Linked DNA regions of Mus musculus: region 1 is linked to region 2. Evidence: chromatin contacts called from public HiChIP or PLAC-seq data. All regions are on one chromosome and are shown on one strand. The core of a region is the stretch at or near the end of the contact, and the rest is flanking DNA. Distances in the headings are between cores, read along the strand shown. Region 1 has its middle 22 kb from the start of Gm35592. Region 2 holds the start of D5Ertd605e (DNA segment, Chr 5, ERATO Doi 605, expressed).

Evidence for each region. HiChIP or PLAC-seq counts read pairs in DNA pulled down with a chosen protein or histone mark.
Region 1: a CTCF HiChIP or PLAC-seq map of the NIH/3T3 cell line shows a contact between it and region 2, with 11 read pairs. The contact joins the enhancer-like site here to the promoter of D5Ertd605e in region 2. A contact is called at or near these places in 4 of 39 promoter capture datasets (embryonic stem cells, liver and stem cell-derived epiblast-like cells), 1 of 15 datasets of contacts at CTCF or cohesin (the NIH/3T3 cell line), 5 of 115 datasets of contacts at active chromatin or transcription factors (acute myeloid leukemia, embryonic stem cells, pancreatic cancer cells and 2 more) and 1 of 9 other capture datasets (embryonic stem cells).

Annotation. Positions count from the first base shown.
Region 1 is chr5:147,784,674-147,788,642 of GRCm38.p6, reverse strand. No RefSeq gene overlaps it. Among named protein-coding and RNA genes, the nearest start is that of Gm35592, 22 kb to the right of the region's middle. Within about 2 kb of position 1,557, at least 52 of the 459 cell types and tissues checked have an H3K27ac peak or open chromatin away from gene starts, as enhancers often do. A contact at or near this core is called in the NIH/3T3 cell line, pancreatic cancer cells and trophoblast stem cells, where this site is marked.
Region 2 is chr5:147,416,053-147,420,003 of GRCm38.p6, reverse strand. D5Ertd605e (DNA segment, Chr 5, ERATO Doi 605, expressed) reads right to left here and starts at 1,384. Exons shown (of 3, transcript NR_033625.2): 1 at 1,303-1,384.

The DNA.
Region 1 (3,969 bases), core at 308-2,807, 370 kb before region 2:
AGGATTTTAGGGAGTGGAGGGAGGCAGCGCCAGCAGCAAGGACATGTGTGGCTGAGAGTGTGCTGGGTTCAGAGCCTTCTGCTATGTGCTGTGGGTGGGTGGGTGGATGCCCCGCCCTTTTGCAATGGGCAAAGCTCATAGTGGGACTGCTCTAACTCCACTTCCCTGCTTTCTGGTGATGGGTTATGTCTTAGTGTCCCCAAAGATGAGAAAGTGACAGATCCAAGTCCCCAAGGCTCAGAAGTTAAGCCCTGTGATGCTATCTTTTCTTCTTTCACTCTTCCCTAAAGATTCACAACAGGGCCCCGGAGAGATGCTCAGAGTTTACAAGCACTTGCTATTCTTGCAGAGGTCCTGGGTTCATTTCCAAACATCCATGTGGCAGCTCAAAATTGCCCTTAACTTCTGCTCTAGGGGATCAGTGCTCTCTCCTGGTCTCCATAGTCACTGTATGTATGTGTGTATGTTGTATGTATGTATATATGCATGTATGTATGTTGTGTGTATGTATGTATGTATGTATGTATGTATGCATGCATGCATGCATGTATGTTGTGTGTGTGTATGTGTGTGTATGTATGTGTGCATGTATGTATGTGTGTATGTGTGCATGTATGTATGTATGCGTGTATTGTACATGTATGTATGTATGTGTATGTAGTATATTTATATGCATGTAGGCAAAATACCAATACACAAAAAAATAAAAAGTAAAATTTTAAAACAAAAATTATAAATATATTACATAGGAAATATATTTACAAAGGAAACACTGTTAAACCTTTTGCCTTCCATTACTTTTGATCATTGAAACAATAGTCAAACGTGCCTTCTGAAAACTGTTATAGCTTCAATCTAGAATGTTCTCCAAAGACCCATATGTTAAAGGTCAGTCTAGTTAAAAATTGGGGTCTAGTAGAAGGCCTTTAGAAACCTGGGGGGGGGGTGTCATCAAGGGGAGGGGTATGTAGCTGGTTGTGACTATGTGAACACACCCATAATCTCAGAGCTTGGGAGACTGAGGCAGGAGGATTGTAAGTTCCAGTATATTCTAGGCTATATAATGAGGTCCTGTTTCAAAATAGGAGAGAATAAAATGGTATGTGGGGGGGGGGGTTTGACTGTGGGACACTTCGCTCCCCCTCTCTGCCTCTGAGCTCTGCAGTGCTATTCGTCTCTGCTGTGACAGTCTGCCTCTCAAGGCAGCAGAGCTAACAGAGCTAGCATGGGTTGGTGCTAATGGAATCTTTTCTCCTTAAAAGTCGGTCATCAGCACTTCCTTGGGCAATGGAGAACTGCCTCGAACAGAGACTCGGAATCCTGCTTCCACAAAGTTCTCTCTGGGGACCCTACTAGCATCCCTTACTGAGAAAGCCAGTCTTCCGGCTGTGATCGTGTCCCCATGTCCTCTGGATAAGAAACATCAAAAACTTCCTGTTCCCAGGGGAAAGGATTTCACCTAACATTCCCAATAAAGTCTAGTAAATAGATGTGTGAGTCACTTCATTGAGTTCTCTGAAGAAAGGTCCATGAATAGACTCTTTTATGAGTCACTTAGATACACTTGCTAGATGAGAACTATCTCAAAGTGGTTTCTATAAAGGGGAGGGGGGTGGTAGAGAGATGTGTAGAGCATTTCCTCTTCTGCTTGAGCAAGCACAAGCTGGGGAAAGGCTCACAGCTCTGATTCACGCAGTGCCGTGGTTTCTCCTTGTCCCGGGCCCTGGGTGCATCCTCAGATCCCTGCTGTAGCCGTGGGGCTAGAGAACTCTGTACAGCAGTCCCACTGAGATGAAGGACGCACACAAGAACATTTGGAAATTTGAGGATCTGCCCACCACTCGAAAGGATGGCCGGACAAATGCACAGCCATGGGGAGTTGGGGACATCACTGTCTTTCTGGATCTTTCTTGATCCTCTGAGCATGGCCACTGTGTCATACCTGCAGGACCCCGGGAGGACTGAGGAGTCACCATCCTTTTTTATATCAAATGGGATAAAACTTAGTGTTTATGGGATTTTTCTGAAAGAGATATAGGGAGGCTAGAATTAGCTTTGAAATAAGCCTGGGGTTTGAAGCCAGAGGTTGGCTAGGCTACAGGTCTTACAAGAGTTGGAGTCAGGAAGGGAGAGACAGGGAGAAGGGGGAGAGAAGGAGAGAAAAGGGGGAGGGGGAAGGAGGGAGTGAGGGAGAGTGGGAGAAAAAGAAAGAGAGGAGAGAATGGGGAAGACAGAGAGAAAGAGGTGGGGGAGACAGACAGACAGACAGACAGACAGACAGACAGCAGATGGATCTGGAGCCTAGGAAGAGATGTGTTGCAGAGCTCCGAGATGGGTGGGGAAGAGAATGTTCCAGTGTTCACAAAAGCTGTCTGTCTGTCCAGGAAGACAAAGGGTCCAGAGCCCCCTAATCAGAAGAGCATGTGCTGGTATAATGCCTTGCTGACACGTTCTAAAATTTCCTCATAAGTTCTGAACAGAAACCTGTCGGCATCTTTCATCAGGTCTCTCTCACAAAACCAATGCACCTGTGCTAGGCAGGTCCTCCAGGATTTGTGTCTGTGTGTCTGTCTGTGGGTATCAGGACAAACAACCTTGGACTCCTCATCCCTTAGTCTCCCAAGCAAGGGAAAGAGGTTCTTCCTGCTACCATTGAGAGAACTTAGACATAAGTTCCACCAGACACTGGGGTGCTTGGGAAAGGGCTTCTCCCGTGTCTCCCATTTCATCTGGCATGAATGAGGATGGACAACCTGGATGCAGACACAGTCTTTGTCCTCAACAGACTCATTTCCAACAATTCTCAGACAGTAAACCCTTTGCAGAAAAACTGTAACAAGGTGGCTGACTTGTGGTTTTACTGATGTGAACAGACACCATGACCAAAGCAAGTCTTATAAAGACAATATGTAATTGAGGCTGGATTACAGGTTCAGAGGTTCAGTCCATTGTCATCAAGGCAGGAACATGGCAGCTTCCAGGCAGGCATGGTGTGGGAAGAGCTGAGAGTTCCACATCTTCATCTGAAGGTTGCTGACAGAAGACTGGCTCCCAGGCAGCTAGGATGAGGGTCTTATAGCCCACACCCACAGTGACACACCTACTCCAACAAGGCCACACCTCCCAACAGTGCCACTCCCTGGGCCAAGCATATAAAAAGCATCACAGTGGCATATATATATATATATATATATATATATATATATATATATATATACATACATACACACACACACATACACACACATATATATATATAAAGTGTTTGGTGTTATGTACTTAATAAATAAATATAAATGTGTGTTAAAGGTCCAGTTTCCTTTGGATTTTGTTATTGCCATTGTTACTTTGTGGTGTTACTGTTGAAATGGCTTTCTAGAAATTTTCTTTTTACTTATAACATTATTACCAAAGAAAGAATGAGAGGACACTTGACTTGCCAAATAAGGAATTAAGGCATGCATACTTGGCGAGCTGGATTCTCATACTACAGACATGATGAAAACCCAATGACTATGCAGTTTCCTTGGACCTTCAGTCATTCACATGTGCACGCATATGTACATACACATACATGCACGCACACACACTCACACACACTCACACATGCATGTGCACACACTCCTGCCCGGACCATCTCATTCCGCCCCGCAGGTGACAACCCACCTCTGTGGTGCTGGTGTCTAATGCAGCGTTAAATCTATGTTTGTCGAGTGAATGGGTAAAGGAATGAGGAACTTGGCTGGAAATGTGTTCCTTGTTCCATGATTTCAAGGCCGAGTGAAGAAGTGACTTCAAGGCTTCAGTAGGGCTTTGTCTGTGTTGCCGTGCCTTGGGTATAATACTTACACACATACACAGGGAATTGATGATGTCCAGGGTGGACAGGGTGGCATTGGGGGAAAGAAAACGTTTGAGCCTGAGCCGGGGATACATGTTGCAGCCATAGCCACTTTGGAAGCCGAGACA
Region 2 (3,951 bases), core at 135-2,634:
TTGTTTAGATATAAATGGAAAAGTAAATGACTATAAAATTGAATAAAACACAATGAAAGATGAGTGTACCCCAGGAATGTAAGCATGACTTGACAGTTGAAAATCAGTACCAACCATCACATTAACAGCATAAGAGAAGGCTCCAATGGTTTCAGAAAAAAGCAATCCATGACGTTTAATGCCCGTGTTTATTTGTTGTTTGTTTGTTTGTTCTAAGTAATAAGCTAGAGGCTAGAGATATGGCTCAGCAGTTTCAACTGTGGCTGCTCTCGCCGGGAACCTGCATTAAAGTTCTCTGCACCCATGTCAGGCAGCTCACAACTGCCTAAAACCAGCTCCAGGGGATCTGACAGGCTCTTCCAGCTTCCAGGGACACCTACACACACGTGGTATATTCAAAAATCAGTAAACTATAAGTTGAATCCTATTTAGCACAAGTTGTATCAGTCATTTCCAAGACACGGTGTATGTGTTGCTGAAATGTTGAAAACCTTTCATCTGAGCCAGGCGTGGAGGCGCACGCCTTTAATCCCAGCACTTGGGAGGCAGAGGCAGGCGGATTTCTGAGTTTGAGGCCAGCCTGGTCTACAGAATGAGTTCCAGGACAGCCAGGGCTACACAAACCCTGTCTCGAAAAACAAAAAACAAAAAACAAAACAAAAAAAATTGATAAAAAGATTCATTTATTCACTTATTCCTGTATGTATATAGGAGGAACTTTTTTATTTTGTTCCATTTATAAATTCTTCCTTTTATTTCCTGAGCTATTGGAGTTCTGTTTATGAAATTGCTGCTTGGACCTACAGCTTAGTGAGTTTCCCATTTTGTTCTAATACTTTCAAAATTTAAGATTTTTTTTAAATGCCACTGTTATGCGATTTAATAGAATTATGGAATTGTAATAAGCACAGCTGACACTAAGAGTTTAAGACAAATAAAACCATGAACTGTATGCCCTGGGCATCTGCTGTCCCTGTGTTTAACAGCAGTCGGTGTGATGAGTCGGTTAGAACTTCTAATGCAGTAATCTAGCATGTCAATCCTGACGAAATGGGAAATGAGCAAGCTGCCTAGTGAGACAAGACGTATCACAGAGCTCTAGGGTTGACTGAGCAGTCCTGCCTCAGCGAATAGGGTAAGGAGAAACAGCAAAATTCTCAACATCAACCTCAGGTCTTCACATGCACATGCATGCATGCATGCAACACTGTTTTAAAGGGTATTTAATTTGCTATTTTCTCATTGCTGTGCCTAAATACCTGACCAGAAGTGATTTACAGTAGCAAGGGTTCTATGACTTACAGTTTAAGAGGGGCCATGCCATGGCAGGGAAAGGAGCCCGCAGGAAGGATCGTGAGGGATCGTGAGGCAGCTAGTTACATTCATCAGCAGTCAGGAAGCCGAGAACAGGAAATGGGGCTGGGCTATAAGACCTCAAAGTTGGCTCCTTGGGAGCCACTTTGTCCAGCAAGGCTGCACCTCCTCCAAGAGTCATAACAGCGCCACCAGCTGGAGGCAGAGTGGAAACACATGAGCCTAACTCATTTTGTGTGTGTGTGTGTGTGTGTGTGTGTGTGTGTGTGTGTGTGTGTGTGTGTAGGGAGTTGCTGAGGTGGGAGCATTTGATATACAAACCACAGGAACTCATTGTGTGTGTGTGTGTGTGTGTGTGTGTGTGTGTGTGTGTGTGTGTGTGTGTAGGGAGTTGCTGAGGTGGGAGCATTTGATATACAAACCACAGGAAGCATTTCATCCATTTTGAGTTGACTTAGGAGAGAGACAGACAGATTATCTAGATCCCTTGTCCAAGTGAACACCCTATTTCCCCAACCCCATTTGTTGAAGTTTTATACAACATCTGTTTTGGGCATGGACACTTTTAACAAGAATCAGAGAGCTGGGCCTGTTGGTATATGTCTTCTCTTAGGGATGTTCTGTTCCATTCATACATATGTTTGCTTTCTGCATAAACCAGGCGAGTTTTGTTAGTGTGGTTCTGTAGTGTGTATGAAGTCAGGTATTTCTTCTTTCTGTTATTTTGACAATTTGGAGTCCATAAAAATTTTAGGATTTTTTTCCCTATAAGTATAGCCATTCCATCTGATCCATGAACAAAGTAGGTGTTTCCATCTTCTAATGTCATCTTTAATTTTGCTCTTTAATTCTTCAATGCTAAGTTTCACCTCTTTGGTTAAGTTGCTGTTGTTATTCTTGTTGTTATCTGAGACAGGTTTCCCCTCTGTTGCCCTGGCTGGCCAGGAACTCTGTTTGTAGATCAGGCTGGCCTCAAACTCACAGAGATCCACCTGCCTCTGCATCCCCAGTGCTGGGATTGAAGGTGTGAGGGAGGTACTACCAAAGGCTTTTTGTTGAGTTGACTCCTAAGTGTTTTCTTTTGGTTTCATTAGGGATGGAACCCAGGGCTTTGTACACAGTGGACAACTGCTTTACCACTGAGCTACCCCTGCATGTCTGGCTTTTTCCTGGTATTGTGAATGGGGTTGTTTTCTTGATCTAGTTCTCCATAAACTCATTACTGGTGTGTGAAAGATGTTGATTTCTGAATACTGCTGCTTCACCAGAGTTATCAACTCTACAGTCCTCTGGTGGAGTCCTTAGGGTCTGCTAAGTATAGAGTCATGCCTTCTGCAACAGGGGTGACTTGTCCTCCCTTTCCTGTCCGTATCCTTATTGTGTTCTCATGCCGAATTTGCTTTGCCTAAAATTTGAAATACCTGACCAAGCCAGCCCAGTCAGTCAACAGGGTCTTGAGGGAGGGAGTAAGGATTAAAAAAAAAAAAGACTATTAGACAACATTATAACATGACCCCAGCCAGGGCCTAACCAGGGCTTCCCCGCCCCCCAGTCTGATTATACCACTCTAGGTATATGCAAAGAGTAGGGTTAGTTCTAGATCAAAGGCAAAGTAGTCTAGTCAAGGAATAAACAAGGCAATAAACAGAGCCACGTGGTCACTGTGTCTAGGGGTTTATGAGGCTGAGGCATTACGAGGAATACTGTACATTCCCCAGCTGTATTCATCTTGAGCCTTGTCCTAGCCCAAGGCCAAATTCTTGTCTGAGCCTACTCCCTTGTCTTGTGACCAGGGTCTTGCTTTGAGTTTCTGTCCTGACTTCTCTGGATAATAACACCCTGTAAGACGAAATAAACCCTTTCCTTCTCAAGTTGTTTTTGGTTACCGTATTTATCACAGCAATAGAAACCTAAGTAAGACAAGAGACAAGAGCCTCCTTACTGAGGTTTTCAGGGCTTTTATAATGAAGGAATGTTAAGCAATAAATATCAAGGTTTTTTGAACATCCACTGAGATAATATGATTTCAAGTAACTTTTATCCCTGATTTTTAATGTGTTTTATATTATGCTTATTGTCATGATGAACCATCCATGGGCTAAAACCAACTTGATTATCATGTCTGAGTTATTAATATGTTTCCAAGCATCTTTTTTTTCCTCTATCTCTCTTCAAACAGGGTTTCTCTGTGTAGCCCTGGCTTTCCTGGAACTCTGTAGAGCAGAGCTCTACCTGTCTCTGCCCCTGGAGGGCTGAGATTAAGAGAATGATAGATATCCAACACCACTGCCTAGCATAGTCCCAAACATCTCTTTTTGTTTGTTTCTTTGTTTCCAAGTATCTTTTTTTTCTTTTTTTCTTTTTCTTTCTTTTTTTTTTTTTTTTTCCGAGACAGGATTTCTCTTTATAGCTCTGGCTGTCCTGGAGCTCACTTTGTAGACCAGGCTGGCCTAGAACTCAGAAATCCGCCTGCCTCTGCCTCCCGAGCGCTGGGATTAAAGGCGTGCACCACCATGCCAGGCTGTTTTCAAGTCCGGCTGTTTCCAAGTATCTTAATTGATGAATTTTGCCACTGTATTTATGAAGGGTATTGTTACATAGTTTTGTTGAGGATGTTATTATATCAGGTTTTTAACA